Regions from separate parts of the Mus musculus genome. Here region 1 is linked to region 2. A link is a contact called in public HiChIP or PLAC-seq data. All regions are on one chromosome and are shown on one strand. The core of a region is the stretch at or near the end of the contact, and the rest is flanking DNA. Distances in the headings are between cores, read along the strand shown. Region 1 overlaps Rccd1 (RCC1 domain containing 1). Region 2 overlaps Ap3s2 (adaptor-related protein complex 3, sigma 2 subunit).

What was found. HiChIP or PLAC-seq counts read pairs in DNA pulled down with a chosen protein or histone mark.
Region 1: an H3K27ac HiChIP or PLAC-seq map of embryonic stem cells shows a contact between it and region 2, with 5 read pairs. The contact joins two enhancer-like sites. A contact is called at or near these places in 1 of 39 promoter capture datasets (cranial neural crest) and 1 of 115 datasets of contacts at active chromatin or transcription factors (embryonic stem cells).

The regions. Positions count from the first base shown.
Region 1 is chr7:80,318,274-80,322,404 of GRCm38.p6, reverse strand. Rccd1 (RCC1 domain containing 1) reads left to right here. Exons shown (of 9, transcript NM_173445.4): 2 at 1,062-1,128; 3 at 1,224-1,543; 4 at 1,707-2,103; 5 at 2,192-2,313; 6 at 3,064-3,159; 7 at 3,379-3,546. The coding sequence starts at 1,375. Among named protein-coding and RNA genes, the nearest start is that of Rccd1, 4.1 kb to the left of the region's middle. Within about 2 kb of position 2,379, at least 24 of the 459 cell types and tissues checked have an H3K27ac peak or open chromatin away from gene starts, as enhancers often do. A contact at or near this core is called in embryonic stem cells, where this site is marked.
Region 2 is chr7:79,879,170-79,883,348 of GRCm38.p6, reverse strand. It overlaps Ap3s2 (adaptor-related protein complex 3, sigma 2 subunit), which reads left to right. Exons shown (of 6, transcript NM_009682.3): 5 at 776-883; 6 at 2,737-4,179. The coding sequence ends at 2,865. Among named protein-coding and RNA genes, the nearest start is that of Anpep, 33 kb to the right of the region's middle. Within about 2 kb of position 2,113, at least 103 of the 459 cell types and tissues checked have an H3K27ac peak or open chromatin away from gene starts, as enhancers often do. A contact at or near this core is called in embryonic stem cells, where this site is marked.

The sequences.
Region 1 (4,131 bases), core at 1,130-3,629, 440 kb before region 2:
AAGGAATACCATGCCCCAAATTGGGTAGTCGTGTAAGACTTAGTCCATGGAAATTAAGGAGGAAAGAGAAAAGGGTCACTGGTCATTGGACTTTGAGAAAACACAGGGTTTACTGGTGTGTGTGTGTGCAACATTTTCAAAATAGTCTTACAAGGGACAGGGAGATAAAGATCTAGACACCAGGCCAGCTAGAGAAGTACTGGCACATGCCTTTGATCTCCACAATCAGAAGGCAGCGATGGGGCGATCTTTGTGAGTTTGAAGCCAGCCTGTTCTACATAGTGAGTTCCAGGACAGCAAGGGCTTGTGTAGAGAGACCCTGCCTCACATTAAAAGGGTGTGGGGAAGCTTAGTGGTGAAGGGCACTGCTGTTCTTGCGGAAGACCTGGGTTCAGGTCTAGCACCCACATGATGGCTCACACTCCAGTACCAGAGGGTCTGATGCCCTCTTCTGCCCTTTAGTAACACCAGACACAAACATGGTGCACAGACAGACATGCAGGAAAAACATCTCTACACATATTGTAAAATAAATCTTTTATTTTATTATTTTATTTTCTGTGCATGCTTTTTTGCCTGCATGTGTGTCTGTGTATGGGTGTAGGATGCCCTGGAACGGGACTTAGAGACAGCTGTGAGCTGCTTTGTGGGTGCTGGGAATTGAACCTGGGTCCTCTGGAAGAGCAGCCAATGTTCTTAACCACTGAGTCGTCTCTCCAGTCCAAAATAATAAATCCTTTTTTTTTTAACCACTTCTTTTTTTAAAACCATTTTAAAAAAAAAGCTATTTATTTGTTTTATGTGTTTGAGTACACTGTAACTGTCTTCAGACACCAGAAGAGGGCATTGGATCCCATTGCATATTGATTGTGAGCCACCATGTGGTTGCTGGGAATTGAACTCAGGACCTCTGGAAGAACAGTCAGTGCTCTTAACCGCTGAGATGTCTCTCCAGCCCCACCCCACCCCCCAACCCCAAATAATAAATCTTAAAAAAAATTTTTTTTCTTGCCTTGAATACAAGTTTGACTTAAAAGACACATACTTAATATTTCTTACAGCTGTACGCTGGATTTGAGCCAAAAGTAGAAGTGGTCAGCTGCAGACAGTTCAGCAGTCAAAAATCTGGTAGGACCTTTGGCCAAAGCTCTGCTCCGTGGACAGTAGTGGGATGGACTCCGTTTGCCCGGTGATTAGGATGGCATACTGTCTCTATTTTACAGGTAGTGCAACTTCAGCCCCCTGGAAGGCAGGATTTGCCAGCGTTCCTAAGGTGTCCTGTTTGCAAGAGTCTCCTTGGTTTGCAACCTTAATCTTGCATCCCTTAATCCACACCACAGCCAAGTGTCCACCCACAGAGGGCTCAACCTGGACATGGCCGAGAAACGGCACGGAGCCTGGTTCGGCTTTGGTTTCTGTGGCTTCGGGCAAGCGCTGGGTTCTGGGAACAGCCACCATTCAGTGTACAGTCCTGAACCACTGCATGCCAGTGATGATATTTGCCAAGTGAGCGCAGGCTGGAGCTACACTGCCCTGGTGACCCGTGAGTGCCCTCACAATCCCAACTCCAGACCTGTATCATGTATACCTGCCCAACCCTCCTAACATGCCAGTCCAGAAATACCCAACACCCGTACACCCTTACTCGGGCAGCCTCGAGCTTCCCAGGTCCATGGCATGCGTCCCTCCCAACTCTGCCCACACAGGTGGAGGCCGGGTGGAATTGTCAGGTTCTGTGAGCGGTGCAGCAGACGGCTGCAGGGACGTGTGGGCTTCGGAGGAACTCCTGGTGCTGCTACGCAACAAGGGCGGCTCCAGCACGGAAGTGCAGGCCTGGGTACCAGGTTCTGCGTTACAGGGGGAGCCCCTCTGGGTCCAGAACTTGGTTTCTGGGGCAAAGGGCCAAGGGGAAGATGAACCCAGCAGGGAGTCTAGGATGGGGACCCTGCCGTTGCTACCCTGCGCCCGTGCCTATGTGACCCCAGAACCACCCTTCTGCCAGCCTCTGGCCCCAGAGCTGCGGGTCCGCCAGCTGGAGCTGGGAGCTGAGCATGTGCTGCTGTTGTGCGCAGCTGGCCAGGTGTTCTCCTGGGGTGCGGGCAGGTGAGGACCGGCTGGTTGTGACGTGGCGGAGCTCAAGGAGAGGCTCTCTTGGATGGACCTGTAGCTGATTAGGGACGCCTTTGATCAGGCATGGACAGCTGGGCCACGGGACTCTGGAGGCAGAACTAGAGCCAAGACTGTTGGAGGCACTGCAGGGCCTGCGGATGGCTAAGGTGGCTGCAGGTGGCTGGCACTCTGTGTGTTTGAGTGGTGAGTGACTCGGGGCGGCTCCAAACAAGCTGGAGGGCTTGGCCCCGCCTTCCTCTTGCTCTGTTTTTGTGGGCGGTCTAGCCCAGGCCTCATTCCACGCTCAGTCCAGCTCAGTCATCCCTGAGTCTTCAGTGTTTCCAGATTTAGCCTGTTACTCCACCACCCTCTTACACCTCCACTCATCTGGTTACTGCCTGTCTTTGTTACTGAGCTCTTCACTACCCCCATCCATCTAAAATACTCCCGAAGGTCAGCACACTTCTGCAGGGGAAATGGTAAGAGACAGCTCAGCCAGGAAGAATGGAGAAGGCTGCCTATGCCCCGGTAGCCATGGTGGATGGCAGAGAGGTGTGCCTTGGTCCACAGTGTGTGGCCTAGGGCTTTTGTGTATTGGGTCCATCTTGGTGGGAAGGCTGAGACAAAAGAACTTCAGCCTGGAGTTAGCCAAAGAAAAGCTGGGCATGGTAGTTCGTGCCTGTAGTGCCAGGATTCAGGAAGGTTGGGGATTTTGAGGCCTGCCAGAGAGGTACATGGTAAGGTTTGGGAAAAGGGGAAGGGGAGAAGGGGTGTGTATGGGCAGGGATCTAAGACAGGGAAGCAGCGGGACTTGGTATGGGCATCCTTGATGGACGGGTGCTTTAGGGTACCCTTTACTCGCTCCTAGGAACAGGTAATGGGGATGTTTAGAGGAGGTGGGGTGGGTGAAAGGGTCCCACAGTGTGCTTCATGGATTCTCTTGGTCTCTTGCAGAAACGGGGGATATTTATATCTGGGGCTGGAATGAGTCAGGGCAGCTGGCCCTGCCCACAAGGAGTGGGACAGAGAACAAAGCAGAGAGAGAGGAAGGTAAGGTCCCCCTCTAGGATGTCCTTCCCTGCTCATTTACTGTGTGCTGGACACTGAGAATCATCCTGGGATTTTGGCCCTGCACAGCCTCTAGGACTGAGTGAGTAAGGCTTGGGCCCCAGCTCTGGAGCTAGAAAATGGTCTTTTATAGAGCTGGAAGTCAGTATGCGGACTGTTCACATGCCCCTGACTAGTAAACACACTGTAAGCCTTCTAAAGCCACAGAATTGAATGAAGATGGTCTCAAAGAGGAATTAGCTGTGGCTGATGCAGGAGCTCCTGCCCACTTCATAGCCATCCAGCCCTTCCCTGCTCTTCTGGATCTTCCCCTGGGCTCAGATGCAGTTATGGCCAGCTGCGGATCCCGACACACAGCTGTGGTGACACGTGAGTGGGGCTGGCGCAGGGTGGAGCAGCACTTAGCTGGGGACTGCAGCTTGCCATGCCTGCCCATTTTTAATTTTAGAAAGAGTCTCCATTTATACAGAATTATTTTGAAACTCCTGGACTGAAGCAGTTGTCAGGCTTTGGAGCAGCTGTGATTATAGACCCCATCATGTGCTGGGGATGAGTCCAGGGCCTCTACTGAGCTAAGCAAGCACATCACTACTATGTTTTCCTTCCTTCCTTCCTTTCTTTCTTGTTTTTGGGTTTTTTTTCTAGTCCGGGTTTCTTTGTACAGCCTTGGCTGTCCTAGAACTCACTCTGTAGACCAGGCTGGCCTGGAACTCAGAAATCTGCCTGTCTCTGCTTCCCAAGTGCTGGGATTAAAGGCGCGCACCACCACTGCCCAGCTTATTATTTTTTAAATCAACATGGAGGAACTATATATTTGATGGTTTGTTAAGGAAGCTGAATTTAGGGCTGGAGAGATGGCTCAGTGGTTAAGAGCTCCCGACTGCTCTTCCGAAGGTCCGGAGTTCAAATCCCAGCAACCACATGGTGGCTCACAACCATCTGCACAGCTACAGT
Region 2 (4,179 bases), core at 864-3,363:
CCTGCAAGAGTTGGCAACATCTAGTTGAGAGCAGAGGGCCATCCTGAGCAGTTTAGCAAGAACACCGCTCGGCTGCAGGATGCTGGTTAGGTGGTTGAGCTCCTGCCTACCATGCACAATGCCCTTTGTTGAATTCCCATGACTATAAACCAGTTATGATGGCACCCAGGGCTCTCCATGGCAGCCTTTCTGTCTCCCTGTGTAGTGGTTGCATTGCCTCTGCTCCATCCCGGTAGTGCATCGAGATTTGGTTTTGCTTAGAGAACTGCTGGCTGGCTGGAAACTGTGAGCTGCACACTAAGGAGAGCATTTAGACCATTTCAGCTGCTTAGATCTACTTAATGCCAGCCAGTGTGATGACAGTCTAATGGATGACAGAAAAGCGTCTCTACTTATGTGGGGCCCAGCGTGTAGCAGGCACTAGCAAAGCGTTGTTTAGTTCTCCATCTAGGTATCTCACCCGGCCATTTATTCCCGAGTTTTGGAAGGAAGCTGAAGTGCTGAGAAAATAATTTGCCAAAGACCACCTAGCTAACAAACAGCAGGGCTAGAATCTAAGCATGACCTGTCTGAGTTGGAAGCCTCAGCCACCACCTCATTGTCTTGAGCGAACCAAACCCTACTGCCATTGCTGATAGAAGACCATGAAGTCTTGTGGTCTCCCGTGAGGGGCTGGCTGTGTCATGAATCAGAATGTGGCCTGTCTGACCCCTCTGCTGCTGCCCCCGGGGCAAACTACTGTGCTGTGCTCTGAGTCTTGATGCCTCTCTTCTAGGTGCACTACATCCTGCAGGAGGTGGTGATGGGTGGAATGGTGTTGGAGACAAACATGAATGAAATTGTGGCTCAAATCGAAGCTCAAAACCGACTGGAGAAGTCGGAGGTGAGGAAGCAGCTGCACTGTGTCCTGACTGGGTACAGGGAGGAACATGTACCTGTGTAGAGCATGCATAGCTTGGGTGGGCTGTGTCTGCTGGGTGGGCTTGGGTGAGCTTGGGTGGGCTTGGGTGGGCTGTGCATGCTTGAGTGGGCTATGTCTGCTGGGTGGGCTTGGGTGGGCTGCGTGGGTCTGTGTTTGCTGTGAGGGCTTCTGTTTCTTGGAGTCCTTAGGAGGTGGTTCCCTCCTGTCTTCCTTGGTTTGACTACACTAACATGAAGGCCAGTGTAAACATTAAACTGGTAGGGCGACTTGAGATCTCTGGCTTAAAGGAAAGGCAGATGGCAGGACGGACAGCCAGCCTCTGGAATATGATTATGACTCACATTTGCGGTCCGTATGTGAGCAGCCATAGCTTGTGGTTAGCTCGTAGCCTCTGGAAGGTCAAGATTCTTTACTTTCAGTGAAGCTTCTTCAAAACTACAGTAATGCTGATTTGGAAATACCATACCTGGGCAGGTGGTGATGGCACACACTTTAAGTCCCACCACTGAGGAGACTTAAGCAGGTGATCTTTGAGTTCGAGGCCAGCCTGGTCTACATAGTGAGTTTAGTACAGTCAGGACTACATAGAGAAACCCTGTCTCAAAAAGCAAACAGAAAAGCGTTCCTTGACAAGCAGTGGTGGCAGATGTCTTTAATCCCAGAACTCGGGAGGCTGAGGAAGGCAGATCTCTGTGAGTTTGAGGCTAGCCTGATCTACTGAGTAAGTTCCAGGATAGCTAGGGCTAAACAGAGAAACCCTGTCTCCAAAAACCAAAAAAAGAGAAAAAAGGAAAATAAAACACCATGCCTCCTTATCCTCATGTGGCTCTGAGCTTGATGGAGGAGCTCATGGTGAAGCCAGGCCAATCCCACCCTGGTCTTCACCCACCTCAGCCCCACAGTGAGCAGGGTTAGAGGGGTACCCCTCACAGCTGCAGAAATAGTGGGATGGTGACATCTCTGAGTGACATGTCTGAGTGGGTTTCTTTGCTTTGTGAATGGAACCTGTCTTACAAAACCAGGAGTCCTTCTTATGAGACTGCTCATCTCATCAGAGTTTTTCTGACCACAGCTCTGCCTGCCAGGGTTTTCTGAGAAGTGCAGGCTGGGAGGCTTCCAGACACAGTGAGTGAGTCAGGCAAGGGGTCTGGAACCAGCCGAGGCAGACATGCAGGGGAAGGGCAGAGCTAGAGGGAGTGTCCTGAGAGCTGTGGGTTAGAACAGTAAGTGACTCTCAGGCCTGTGTCACCCCCTCTACTCCCTGCTGAGCCTGGAGGGCCTGGAGGCTGATTTTCCAGGGTTACTGCTTCCCAGCCTGTAGCCACGTGACATCCAAAGCCCATCCTTTTCAGCTCGCACTAGCTGGCAGGCTGTTGTCTGAAAGCTGACATTCTTTCTCCTTCAAAGGAATTTCTCTGGCTTTGCACTTTTCTGTAAGGTAGACTCTTAAGGAAAGGGTTTCATTTTGTTTTGCTTTGTAAATCTAGTACCCTCAAGTCATAGGACTTAGATAAATCATCTCAGAGTTCCCTACCAAGTATTTATTGAGCAACTCCCATGGGCCAAGCGTGGTGTTACTTGCCATAACTATAAAAGTGCATGAAGCACAGGGCACAGCACACCTTTGCAGACCCTGTAGTGGGACGGCAGCAAAGGCTGCAAGGCTGCACATAGCTAAATAGGGCTTTGTTGACACCCATGAGGAATGAAGACTTTTGTATGTGCCATCTGGAATGCTTTAGATCTCTGTCATCTGCTTTAGGATTTAAGCAGACGACACTGGAAATCGACTAACACTCTCCTCTCGTTTCCAGGGCGGCCTCTCTGCAGCTCCAGCAAGGGCCGTGTCCGCTGTGAAGAACATCAACCTCCCTGAGATCCCCAGGAACATCAACATCGGTGACCTCAACATCAAAGTCCCCAACCTGTCCCAGTTTGTGTGAAGGTGGGGGACTGGGCTGAACTGGAGTTCGCAGGATGAGCAAAGCAGTCAAGTCCAGAAGCAGAACCCCGTTGAGCCTTTAGAGTCGCACCTTGGGGCCCTGCACCTTTCCCAGAGTGGGAATGGAGTTGGGTGCACACTTCCTGGCCATCCTGCTGCTCCTGACTCACGGCTGTGATAGACATCAGGGCACTAAGCCACTGCTCCTTCGCCTCCCCCACACAGCTGCCCTCAGGGCCAGGGACTGTGAACGCGCCACCTGCTTCCCAGGGCCCCACCACTGGGACTGAACACATCTGACTTCCTCTCTAGCACCAAGGGCTTCTGAGATCCTGTATCACTTACTGGGGGAAAGACCAGGGGGAAAGACTAGCCTTTGAGCTGTCAGGCATGGTAAGTGGCAGGTGAGGGCAGGGTGTACACCACCTCTGCTAGGGCCTCTATACCCTCTGAATGGTCAAGCATTGTGGTCCGCAGTTGCTGCAGAGCAGTTTCCTAGTATATACCTAGTCTTGTTGTCAGAGGCATCTGTGCGCTGGATGGTTTAAGTCACACTCTGTGTGCGTGCCACTACCACCCCCCCCCCCCACACACACACACACAGAGTTGGTGCGACCCCCAGAACCCTCTCGCAGAGGAGACCAATGTCTGTAGACTGTGGCGACTGGATCCCTCCTAGGTTATGACTTTTCCCAAGTTTAAAATACACTGTTCTCTTGGAAGCAGAAGGTTCAGTGCTGTGCTGTGAATGAAGAAGTCCCCACATACACACACTTGCTCAGAATCCACTAACCAGTCTCAGATTCTAGAGCTGGGAGCCTGGGCTGGGTGCTATATGGGCTGAGCCTGCAGCATGCTAGCTGTAGTGCTGTGTGCTTCCCAGCTTGAGTCCTGCAGTGAACACACTGGGCTCCCTTGGTTGACATTCTACAGCTCTGGAACCCTGCAAAGTTGCATGTGCTGGTGTGGAGGCTGATGCACCGCCATGGGGAACCGCCCCACGCAGGCCCCTCTCCCTCCCTCCCGATAGGATAGTGTATTTCCATGGCTTGTGATGCTGATGTCCTAGGAGACCGTGTGTCTTACCCAGTGTGTCTCAGTCCCCAGCAGGGCTTCCTGCACTCTGCCGGTGCTGATGCAGCATCCTGTCCTCACCTTTCAGTCCTCTGTCAGAGCTGCAGTGATGGTGGGCACTTGGCTAGAGGACAGACCTGAGATCAATCCTACTGCATTCTCTGGAAGCATCTCATTGCTATTTTATGTTATTTTATTGCCATTTGTGTACATTCATCTCCTTTTACAGTGGCTGGAATCA